Linked DNA regions of Macaca mulatta: region 1 is linked to region 2. Evidence: chromatin contacts called from public Hi-C data. All regions are on one chromosome and are shown on one strand. The core of a region is the stretch at or near the end of the contact, and the rest is flanking DNA. Distances in the headings are between cores, read along the strand shown.

Region 1 (5,556 bases), core at 2,365-4,864, 150 kb before region 2:
TTAGCAAGAATCCTCCACTCTTGACATCTAATCAAATTCATCATCCTCCACCATCCTCCAGATGACATTCGATCACCCTGGCCTGCCTTCAGCAAGAATCCTGTCACATCAGTTTTACCAGAATGTCACCCTTCCCTTGACGTTGCCTCTTAGTAATTTTCCATCCAATGCCCGCCTCCACCCCACCCCACCACCGCCCTGCACTCTGCTCTTTGACTGTAAATCCTCGCTTGTCTTGCTGTAACTATGACAATTGTCCTTGCTTATCTTTACCAATGGCAAGTAAAATGCCACACAGTTTCCTACCTGTTGCATCTCTTGGCTTTGTGCACCTTTGGGTGCTGCAAACTCTCGACTGGTTTTTGGAGTTCTCAGAAAGGCAGTTTTGTCCATATGATGTTGTTAAGCTGATGTTTCTGTGGGAGGATGAGGGTCTGGGGTTTCCTATTCTCCATCTTGCTTATATTGCTTAGCAAACTGTTACTTCGTACGTACCTCAAAACTGGACTTTTTTGTTTTCTTTTTTGGAGATGGAGTCTCACTCTGTTGCCCAGGCTGGAGTGGAGTGGTGCGATCTCAGTTCAAGCTATTCTCCCGCCTTTGCCTCCCCAGTAGCTGGGATTACAGGTGTGCACCACCATGCCTGGGTAATTTTTGTATTTTTAGTAGAAACGGGGTTTCACCATGTTAACCAGGCTGATCTCAAACTCCTGACCTCAGGTGATCCACCTACCTGGGACCTCCCAAAGTGCTGGGATTACAGGCGTGAGCCATCACACCTGGCCCATAACTGGACTTTTTTGATCTTCCTCTCCAAAACCTGCTTTACCACCGTGTTCCTTAAACAACAAAAAGATAACACCTGCTGCCATACAGTACTTAAACTAGAAACTTAGGAATCATCCTTACCTCTGCTCTCTCCTGCCATGTCAAATTATTAACCAAGTATTCTTGATTTTGCTTCATAAATAGCTCCCGGACTGAGCTGGTCTCGGCATTTCCTGAGGCCTCCCCAGCCAAGCCGAACTGTGAGTGAATTAAACCTGTTTCCTTTTTTTTTTTTTTTTTTTTGAGACAGAGTGTCGCTCTGTAGCCCAGGCTGGAGTGCAGTGGCCGGATCTCAGCTCACTGCAAGCTCCGCCTCCCGGGTTCACGCCATTCTCCGGCCTCAGCCTCCCGAGTAGCTGGGACTACAGGCGCTGCCACCTCGCCCGGCTATTTTTTGTATTTCTTAGTAGAGACGGGGTTTCACCGTGTTAGCCAGGATGGTCTCGATCTCCTGACCTCGTGATCCGCCCATCTCGGCCTCCCAAAGTGCTGGGATTACAGGCTTGAGCCACCGCGCCCGGCCAAACCTGTTTCCTTTATAAGTTACCCAGTCTCTGGCAGTTCTTTATAGCAGTATGAAGAAGGACTAATACAGGATCTTACTCTGTGTCATCGAGGCTGGAGTGCAGTGGTGCTCAGGCAAGCCACAATCCTCCTGCCTCAGCCTCCAAATAGCTGGGACTACAGGTGCGTGCCACCACGCCCAGCTAGTTTTTTTGTTTTGTTTTTTTTATCTTTGTAGAGATGGGGTCTCACTATATTGCCCAGGCTGGTCTTGAACCCCTGGCCTCAAGGTCTCAGGTGATCCTCCACCTCAGCCTCCCAAATCACTCACTGGGATTGGGATTACAGGTATGAGTCACTGTGCCTGACAGACAGATATATATATATATATATATTTTTTTTTTTTTTTTGAGACAAGGTCACACTCTGTCCCCCAGGTTGGAGTGCAGTGCAGTGGTGCAATCTCAGGTCACTGCAACCTCTGCCTCCCAGACTCAATGGATCCTCCTACCTCAACCTCACGAGTAGCTGGGGCCACTGGCATGCACCACCACAAAAAATTGGCATGCCCAATTTTTTGTATTTTTGGTAGAGACAGTTTTGCCACATTGCTCAGCCTGGTCACGTACTCCTGAGCACAGATGATCCTCCCACCTCAGCCTCCCAAAGTTCTGGGATTACAGGTATGAGCCACCAGGCCTGGCCTTATGTATTTTTTAATTGAAAATTTTATCATGAATATATGTACTTAAATTTTATTTAAAAACACATAAAAGCAGAGAATAGTATAATAAACCCATTAAGATTTAAAATATTTTAAATGTTGCCATGTTTTTCATCTCAAATTGTTATAAATCTAGAACAATCTTCTCCTCCCTCTTTTACCTTTAATTGGAAGAAACAGTCAGTTGTCCAATAGGATATCCCACATTCTGGATTTGTCTGATTTGTTTCCTTTTCTTCTTTCCCTTTTCTTCTTTCCTGTAACTGGAAATTACACTTAAAGGCCTGAGCATATTAAGGATCAACATTTCTGTCAACAGAAAGCATACAGTCTGGTTGTTCCACTTTTAGTAATGCTAACATTGATCAGTGGACTTTCAAATGTGAAGCTAGATTTCCCCTACAACCAACAAGTAATCTGTGGATCAATAGTGCCTTGTGAATATCCAGTTCCTCATCACCCTTTCCTATAATGCTTTGTTCCCTAGATCTTGTGCACACATTATTGTGATTTTTCTAATTCCAACTTTTCTTCTATATTTATCTGGAATTCTGTAAAAATGAGCTGTCTCCCATCAACTAATTATATGGGTAATATTTTTACAGTTTTAAAATACCTAATTGTTAGTATTGGTGTGTGTCTTCCTGGGACTCCTTCCTGTGGGTCCTAGGAAGGCATACTCCGCTCTGCTGATCTTTGTATTTGTTACTAATGCCTTCTGTAGTGATGGTACATAGGATGCATTTAATAAGCTCAACAGTATATCATCAAGTACTATCCTATTAAAGCTGAGTGAAACAAAATATATCATTGAGTCAACTCGAAGATCTGGTGATTCTCTGCGAAAGGATTTGCCGGACTATAGATTATGCTTCAGTTAAAGCTCAGAGACTTGACAATGAGGCTTATCTTACAAATTAAGTCCAGTGTTCAAAGAAACAAAAACAGAGAGTTTGATGCCATAAAGATTTCAGTTGCATATCCGAAATTCAAAGTGAGAAAAACACATTATCCTTAAGTGTATCTTCCTAGCAGTTTTTCGCTAACTTTGGGTGGCGTAATTTTTGTCAACTCTTCGCAACGTGAACAAATACTTTTCATCACGTCCTTCTCCGATATTTTCAACGAAAACGCAAAGGGCGCTAGAACTTGAAAAACGGATGCTTTTTGGGCCGCTACGTTTCCTTGTCTTTAAACAACACTTATTAAAATACACGAACACTGTGAGTTATGTTTGATTGGATCATCCACACGTGCTAAACCTACCAAAATCCTATATGACTTCTGGGAGGCCGGTCCGCTCGGCTGGGGTTTCCGCAGCAGCGGGGTTCCCGTTCCTAGAAAGTCCGCGGCTCCGGCCCTCCCGGCGCCCGCACCTGAGGCTTCCTCGCCGGGGGATCAGGCACTGTCAGCTCCTCCGGGCCGCCCTCCGCCCTGGGAGCCCTCCGCCCGCACGACCCTCCTCCTCCCCAGCGTCGCCCGCCTCGCCCGCTCCCCTCCCATCCTCGACCTTTTCCGCCACAGCTACCCGCCGTCTCGACGCTCTTCCGCCCGGGGCGCCCTCCCTGCCCCGCCCACCTGCTTCCCGCGGGCTCCGCGTAGCTGCGCCGCGCCCGCCTTTCCACGACTGGCTTCTGTTCCTGTCACTCTAGGGTCCGAGCCCGCCATTGGTCGGCTTCCGTTACGCCGCCGATGTGGAGTAGGGCCGAGCGCGGAACGCGAGGGGCTGCTGGGGTGTGTGTGTCGCAGCGGGTTTTCCACGGCGGTTTGCGGAGCTGCCGGGATGGAGCCGGTTGCGGAGGGAGCGAGTGTGACCGCAGTCCCTATGACAGCTGCCGACAGCACTGAGGAGTTGGCCGAAGTCGAAGGAGTTGGAGTCGTGGGCGAGGATAATGACGCAGCCGCGAGAGGAGCGGAGGCCTTTGGCGACAGCGAGGAGGACGGCGAGGATGTGTTCGAGGTGGAGAAGATCCTGGACATGAAGACCGAGGGGGTACGTGGGGGGGCCCCGGCGCGGGATGGGCGGGGAGCTGCGGGCCCGACGGGGAGGACGCGAGCTGGAAACAGCGCGGGCGGACCCAAAACAGGGGCAGGGGAGGAATGTGAGAGTTGAGTGCAAGCACGCGAAATCGTGGGAAAAGCGAAGTGACGTTTCCGAGTGCACGCTTAGGACCGAGTCTGGGAGGGAAGCTTCAGCGAATTTTGCAGGATCGCTTTGGCCTAAGAGACGAAGCAGTCTGGGATGTGGTGTGTGGTGATCACAAGGCTGCAGGCAGCTGGTGAAGGACTTCTGTAGTCGCCAGTATTGGGGCATGTGGTTGGAGCTGCTGCCCTTTGGAGTGATGAGATAGTGAAGTAATGCTTCTCGTCATGGTCCACTGTCCTCGCCATCGCTGCAGTGGTTTCCAAAACCTTAACTGACTCCCTGGTTTAAAATCTTCCGGAATTTTCATTTGCCCTCGGAGTAAAATCTCAATCTTACCCAGAGGGTGGCATTGAAAGGCCTTCATAAGCTGATCAGCATCATCCCTCCCTCCCCTATGCGTTGTATAGATCGCAGCCACACAGACATACTTGAAATTCATCACACCATGCCTTGGTGTTTCCTGTTCTCCTGGCCTGGACAGTTCTCTGCCCTCTTCTTCTGGTGAAATCTCACTCCATCTTCCAAGGCCTCGGGGTGTAGTTCTCTGGGAAAGCGTTTTCTGACCCTAACCTCTGCAGAGGGAGGAGCTTCTCATCTCTGCCCTTTTTACTTTTTGTATTGACCTCTGTGAAGGCATGTAAGCCATTCTCGTTCTTTCTCTGTCTCTCCTGCTTTATGTGGGCTCCTTTAATCCAAGGGGAAACATGGACAATAAGAAAATAATCTGTTTCAGTAGATGGATGTGAGGTACCCAAAGGGCCCCACAGTGGTCATTCTCTATGTTGTGTTCTTTTCATTGTCTCTTATTTCCCATTGGTCATATGCTGCCTTGTGTCATTTTTTTGCCTATTCATTCAGCAGTTTTTAAATCAACTACTGTATGCCAGGTGCTGTGTTAGGTCCGGACAATATTGAGATTAATTGAAGCATACACAGTTGCTAACGGGGGAAACTTTTCCTGTCTGTGGGGAGTTATGTAATTAAGATCTGATGTCATTAATATTGTTAATTGCAATAAAGATGGAAATGTTTTATGTATAATTTCTCCAAATATATTGTAAGCACCTTGAGGTGAAAGGAGGAGCCACTGTTAGACTATTTTGTATCACTTGCATTTAACACAATACTAGGCATGCAGGAGGTATTTGAAAAACATTTGGCTAGGGCCGGGCGCAGTGGCTCATGCCTGTAATCCTAGCACTTTGGGAGGCTGAGGCGGGCAGATCACGAGGTCAGGGGTTCGAAACCAGCCTGGCCAACATGGTGAAACCCTGTCTCTACTAAAATACAAAAAAATACAAAAATTAGCTGGGCGAGGTAGCGAGCGCCAGTAATCCCAGCTACTCAGGAGGCT
Region 2 (5,810 bases), core at 3,134-5,633:
AAATAGGCTGGGTGCAGTGGCTCATGCCTGCAGTCCCAGCACTTTAGGAGGCCGAGGTGGGCAGATCACGAGGTCAGGAGTTCGAGACCAGCCTAGCCAGCATGGTGAAACACCGTCTCTACTAAAAATACAAAAAAAAAAAAAAAAAAATTAGCCAGGCATGTGGCATGTGGCTGTAGTCCCAGCTACTCCGGAGGCTGAGGCAGAATCGCTTGAACCCGTGAGGCAGAGAATGCAGTGAGCTGAGACAGCGCCACTACACTCAGGCCTGGGCAATAGAGCGAGAATCCATCTCAAATAGATAACTAAATAAACCAAATAATACAGTATAACAGCTATTCATATAGCATTTACATTGTACTAGGTATTATAAGTAATCTAGAGATGATTTAAAGTATACAGGAGGATTGCATGGGTAATATGGAAAAACAATGCCATTTTTACACAGTATAAGGATTTAAGCATCTACGAATTTTAGTACTGGAGGAGGTCCTAGAATCAATTCCCCCCAGATACTGAGGGATGACTGCATTCTAAACAGTCGTTTTGTTTATTGCTTTTAACTCACTAGTAATAGTAGTAGCGGTTAGTAAACACCTAAAAAGAGATGGGCACTTTCTTACCTAATACATCATATAATCCAACAACTCTTGAGAAGTAGACTTTAGAAACAGTCTTGAAAGTAAGAATAGGGCCAAGCGCAGTGGCTCACGCCTGTAATCCCAGCACTTTGGGAGGCCGAGGCAGACGGATCACGAGGTCAGGAGATCGAGACCATCCTGGCTAACATGGTGAAACCCCGTTTCTACTAAAAATACAAAAAAATTAGCCGGGCGTGGCGGTGTGCGCCTGTAGTCCCAGCCGCTGGGGAGGCTGAGGCAGGAGAATGGCGTAAACCCATGAGGCGGAGCTTGCAGTGAGCCGAGATCGCACAATTGCACTCCAGCCTGGGTGACAGAGCAAGACTCCGTCTCAAAAAAAAAAAAGAAAGAGAGAATAGGAAAAAATATGAAGACATTTTATGGGGTGATAACATGTATATTTTGATAGGGGTTTGAGTTAAACAGACGTATACATTTGTCAAAATTCACAAACGAGTGGCCAGGCATGTGGCTCACACCTGTCATCCTAACACTTTGGGAAGCTGAGGCGGAGGGATCACTTAAGCCCAGGAGTTTGAGACCTGCCTGGGCAACATGAGAGAGACCTTGTCTCTACAAAAAACAAATAAAATTAGCCAGGTGTGGTGGTGTGTGCTTGTGGTCCCTGCAACCTGAGGGGCTGAGGTGTGAGGATCACTTGAGCCCAGGAAGTCGAGGCTTGATCAAGTGAGCCATGATCATGCCACTGCACTCCAGTCTGGGCACTCTGTCTCAAAAGAAAAAAAAGAAAAAAAAAAATCACCAACCAGTACACTTAAAATTTTTGCCCTTTACCATATGTAAATTTTTTTTTTTTTTTTTTGAGACGGAGTCTCGCTCTGTCACCCAGGCTAGAGTGAGTGGCGCGATCTCGGCTCACTGCAAGCTCCGCCTCCCGGGTTCACGCCATTCTCCTGCCTCAGCCTCCTGAGTAGCTGGAACTACAGGCGCCTGCAACCACGCCCGGCTAATTTTTTTGTATTTTTAGTAGAGACGGGGTTTCACCGTGTTAGCCTGGATGGTCTCGATCTCCTGACTTTGTGATCCGCCCGCCTCAGCCTCCCAAAGTGCTGGGATTACAGGCATGAGCCACCGCGCCCGGCCAAAAAAGATAACTTTTGCATAAAAATGTTCACCAAATGGCGAGCTGTTTATCTAATGTCCAAAAAATAAAGAAATGCATTTATAATATTCAAAATGTAATGATTATTTAACCCGAATTTTAAGGAAATTTCCCTATTTCATTATTATTAGCAGTTGTGAATATTTGCCCTTCTCTTGAAGCCGCTTACATGTTGAAATGTTTGCCCTAAAAAATAGTCTCTTGGCTGGGTGCCCTGGCTCATCTTTGAAATCCCAGCACTTTGGTAGGCCGAGGCGGGTGGAGCACGAGGTCAAGAGGGCGAGACCATCCTGGCCAACATGGGTGAAACCCCGTCTCTACCAAAAATACAAAAATCAGCTGGTCGTGGTCGCATGCGCCCGTAGTCCCAGCTGGGAGGCTGAGGCAGGAGAATCGCTTGAACCCGGTAGGTGGAGGATGCAGTGAGCCAAGATCCCGCCACTGCACTCCAACCTGGTGACAGAGCAAGATTTCGTCTCAAAAAAACAGTATCTTAAAGGTTTTAGAAGTACATTAATTTTTTAAAAAAGAAAAAAAGTAATAAAAATACAGTACCACGTAACTACAATTTTCTCTACATATTAAGATTTTGTATCGTCCAGACAGAGAACCCAATTTTTAAAGTCAAAGCTCCAGGCTGGGCACAGTGGCTCACCCTGTAATTCCAGCACTTTGGGAGGCCAAGACGGGAGGATCTCTTGAGCCCAGGAATTCGAAAGCAATCTGGGCAACATGGCGAAACGCTGCCTCTACAAAAAAATCACAAAAATTAGGCGGGCTTGGGGGTGCATGACTGTAGTCCCAGCTACTCGGGAGGCTGAGGCAGGAGAACTGCTTGAGCCCAGGAGCTGAGATCACGCCACTGTACTCTACCTAGGGTGATAGCGCGAGACCCTGTCTCAAAAAAAAAAAAAAGGCGTAAACCTTCGCTATTTTTGTTTTGTTTTGTGATCTCAGCTCACTGCAGCCTCTGCCTCAGCCTCCCAAGTAACTGAGACTACAGGCGTGCACCACCACGCCCAGCTAATTTTTGTATTTTTAGTAGAGATGGAGTTTGGCCAGGCTTGTTCAAATTTTTAAAAAATATAAAGGAATCACAATTTTTGCATAAATTATTGGAAAACTTTTCAAAATTTAGATTACAAGAGAGTAAGCTATATTACTCTGATACTAGGGTATGTATCAGTAATTTATGAAGTACTACTGTGTATCATCTATTCTCCCCCTATAAAAACGTGGAACTCTCCAGGATGTTTGGTAGAGAAACACTGTATTAGACACATAAAATTAAACACCGTCCCATTACCGCAGATTAAACGGTGTTACTTGAGTACAGAGTTTGGGCACCTAAGCAGTTTGAGGTAAAAAGCAGGCTGCACTGAGGTGAGAAATCAAGAGTGGGAGTCCAAGGCAGGAGGATCGCTCGTGCCCAGGAGTTCGAGACTAGCCTGGTCAACACGGCGAGACCCCATTTCTATTAAAATAAATAAATTTAATTTAGAAATAAAGTGGTCTACCCTTAAACGCATATAGGTGTCGTTGAAACCAAGGATGGGATGTGAATAACCGTCTAAGAAGCAAGTCTCCCGGATAGACCCTCACCAGTGATTCGTCTGGTGCGACTCAAGCTTCCGTTCCAAATTGACGTTCACTTCGTTTCTATTATGGCACAATTTTTGCCTTGAAGAATTCTCATCCCAAAACGCCGCCCGCCCCTGCCCCCGGGCCCTTTCGGTACCCGGGCAACGGGGAACCCCGGAGCGCTCGCGGCCTGAGCAGAGCGCACCGTGCCCGGGCCAGCGCCGGGCAGCAGGCCCGCAGCCACCGCAAGCACGACCGGCGCGCGGCGGAAAACGGCGGCCACCGAGAGCGCAGGAAATCCCGGGACCGCGAACTCGAAACCCGAGGGGAAGCGGCCAATCCCGCCCAGGGGAATCGGCGAGGCCGAGCGGCGCCACGGTTGCCACAGCTCACGGAGACGGCGTCCTAGGACGAGGGGGGCCTCAGCCCACGGCCCCGCGGCCGCCCCGGCAGCCCTTTTGTTCCCTCGCGCGGGCGGCCTGACACTCACCAGGCGGATGAAGCCGAAGCCACGGTCCCGGTTGATGAAGACTTCGCTGGGCTCGCCATAGCGTTCGAAGAGCCTCTTGAAGTCCTCCTCCGTGATGTCGGTGGGCAGGTTCCCCACGAAGAGGCGGCAGCGCTGCGTGTACGTCTTCTCGCCCGGCTTGAGGAAACTCTTGATGTCGATAGTGAACCCCAGCTCCTCGTCCGGGTGGTCCTCCGGCGGCGCGGCCGCGGGCGGTGCCGGCTCCCCGGCAAGCGCGAGCGCCATGGCTGCCGCGGCCGCCGGCTCGCTCTCGCCCGCCGCGGACTCCAGGGCGCGAAGGCGGGCCGGGTTTTTCTCAATGCGCACTTGCTTCAGGTTTCCTCTTAACATCATCTTAGGGAGTTCGCCTCGGACGCCGGATACAGGCCTAGATTTCTATATAGCGTGTCTGTATATATGTATACGTCTCTAGATAAACCTATGGCAACAAAATATCGACAATCAAGAGACCGCTATGGAGACGAGTCGGCAACTCGTCCTCCACCGACTCACACCCGCGGCAGCCGCACATTCAAAATGGCGCTGCCACAAACTGCAGTTGGAAGAAGAGACGCCGGCGCAAGCCCCGCCCCTCCGCCAAAGCCGGCGCCGGAATGACGCGCCTGCGCATTTCCAGGGACCAAAAAGGACCGTTGACTCGGACTGCGCATGCGCACAACATTGCGCGTGCACTCGACAAACCTCCTCCCGGGACGGGGAAGAGGTCCCTTTCCATCCTGCTAAAATAGCAGACTGTTGTTGGCTGTACTCGTGGGACAAATCATGTGATGTGTGCAGCAGTGTGTGAAAATACAATGATTTGGGTAAACATCCTTACCCTTTTAGATATCAAGCTCAATTTTCTGTTTGTTTTGTTTTGTTTTTGGAGACGGAGTCTCGCTCTGTGGCCCAGGCTGGAGTGAGCGGCGCCATCTTGGCTCACTGCAAGCTCCGCCCCCCGGGTTCCCGCCATTCTCCTGCCTCAGCCTCCCGAGTAGCTGGGACCACAGGCGCCGCCACCACGCCCGGCTCTTAATTTTTTTTTTTTTTTTTTTTTTTGTATTTTTAGTAGGGACAGGGTTTCACCGTGTTAGCCAGGATGGTCTCGATCTCCCGACCTCGTGATCCGCCCGTCTCGGCCTCCCAAAGTGCTGGGATTACAGGCGTGAGCCACAGCGCCCAGCCCAAAATGTTCTTTATAAATAAAATACCTATTTATAATAAATGTGTTCCCCTGAGTTGTTTTTTTTTTTTTCAGACGGAATCTCGCTCTGTCGCCCAGGCTGGAGTGCAGTGGCGCGATCTCGGCTCACTGCACCCTCTGCCTCCCAGGTTTAAGCAAGCCTCTGCCTCAGCTTCCTGAGTAGCTGGGACTACAGGCATGCACCACCACGCTCGCCTAATTTTTGTATTTTTAGTAGAGATGGGGTTTCTCCATGTTGGTCAGGTTGGTCTCAAACTCCCTACCTCGGGTGATCTGCCTGAGATTACAGGTGTGAGCCACCGCACCTGGCCAAAAAAAAAAAAATTTTTTTTAATTAGCAGGCATCGTGGCATGTACCTGTAGTCCTAGCTACTAAAGAGGCTGAGGTGGGAGGATAGCTTGAGCCCAGGAGGTCCAGGCTGCAGTCAACGAGAATTGCAGTCAACTAGGATTGCGTGAAAGCACTCTGGCTTGAATGACAGAGACAGACTCAGGGAAAAATGTGTTTGCTTGGGGGAACTCAGCATAACCCGTTTGTCCAGATTCTTCGTGTCTCTGTGTAGCATTCCCTTCCTCTGTGTATCAGGCAGGACCCATGTCACATAAGGGTCTATGACCTACTTTCAGAAGAAGTAAGTCAGAGAGTAATCTTTCTCAATTTCATGGCTTGCTTTAGGAGAGAAATAGTGGGGTCGGGGAGTGGGGAGGTAGGCAGGTGGGAGGATAGAGAGGCAGGAGAAGGTCAGAGAGAGA

What was found. Hi-C and Micro-C count contacts between places; a contact is called where the count stands out from the background.
Region 1: a contact with region 2 is called in a Hi-C map of fetal cortex germinal zone, with 2.1 times the contacts expected there. The contact joins the promoter of LOC144336132 here to the promoter of PSPC1 in region 2. A contact is called at or near these places in 2 of 14 Hi-C or Micro-C datasets (fetal cortex germinal zone and liver).

Annotation. Positions count from the first base shown.
Region 1 is chr17:2,115,475-2,121,030 of T2T-MMU8v2.0, reverse strand. LOC144336132 reads right to left here and starts at 3,614. Exons shown (of 3, transcript XM_077973763.1): 1 at 3,323-3,614; 2 at 2,218-2,319. It overlaps MPHOSPH8 (M-phase phosphoprotein 8), which reads left to right and starts at 3,737. Exons shown (of 13, transcript XM_077973749.1): 1 at 3,737-4,049. The coding sequence starts at 3,840.
Region 2 is chr17:1,970,502-1,976,311 of T2T-MMU8v2.0, reverse strand. It overlaps PSPC1 (paraspeckle component 1), which reads right to left and starts at 4,383. Exons shown (of 9, transcript NM_001257902.1): 1 at 3,836-4,383. The coding sequence starts at 4,207.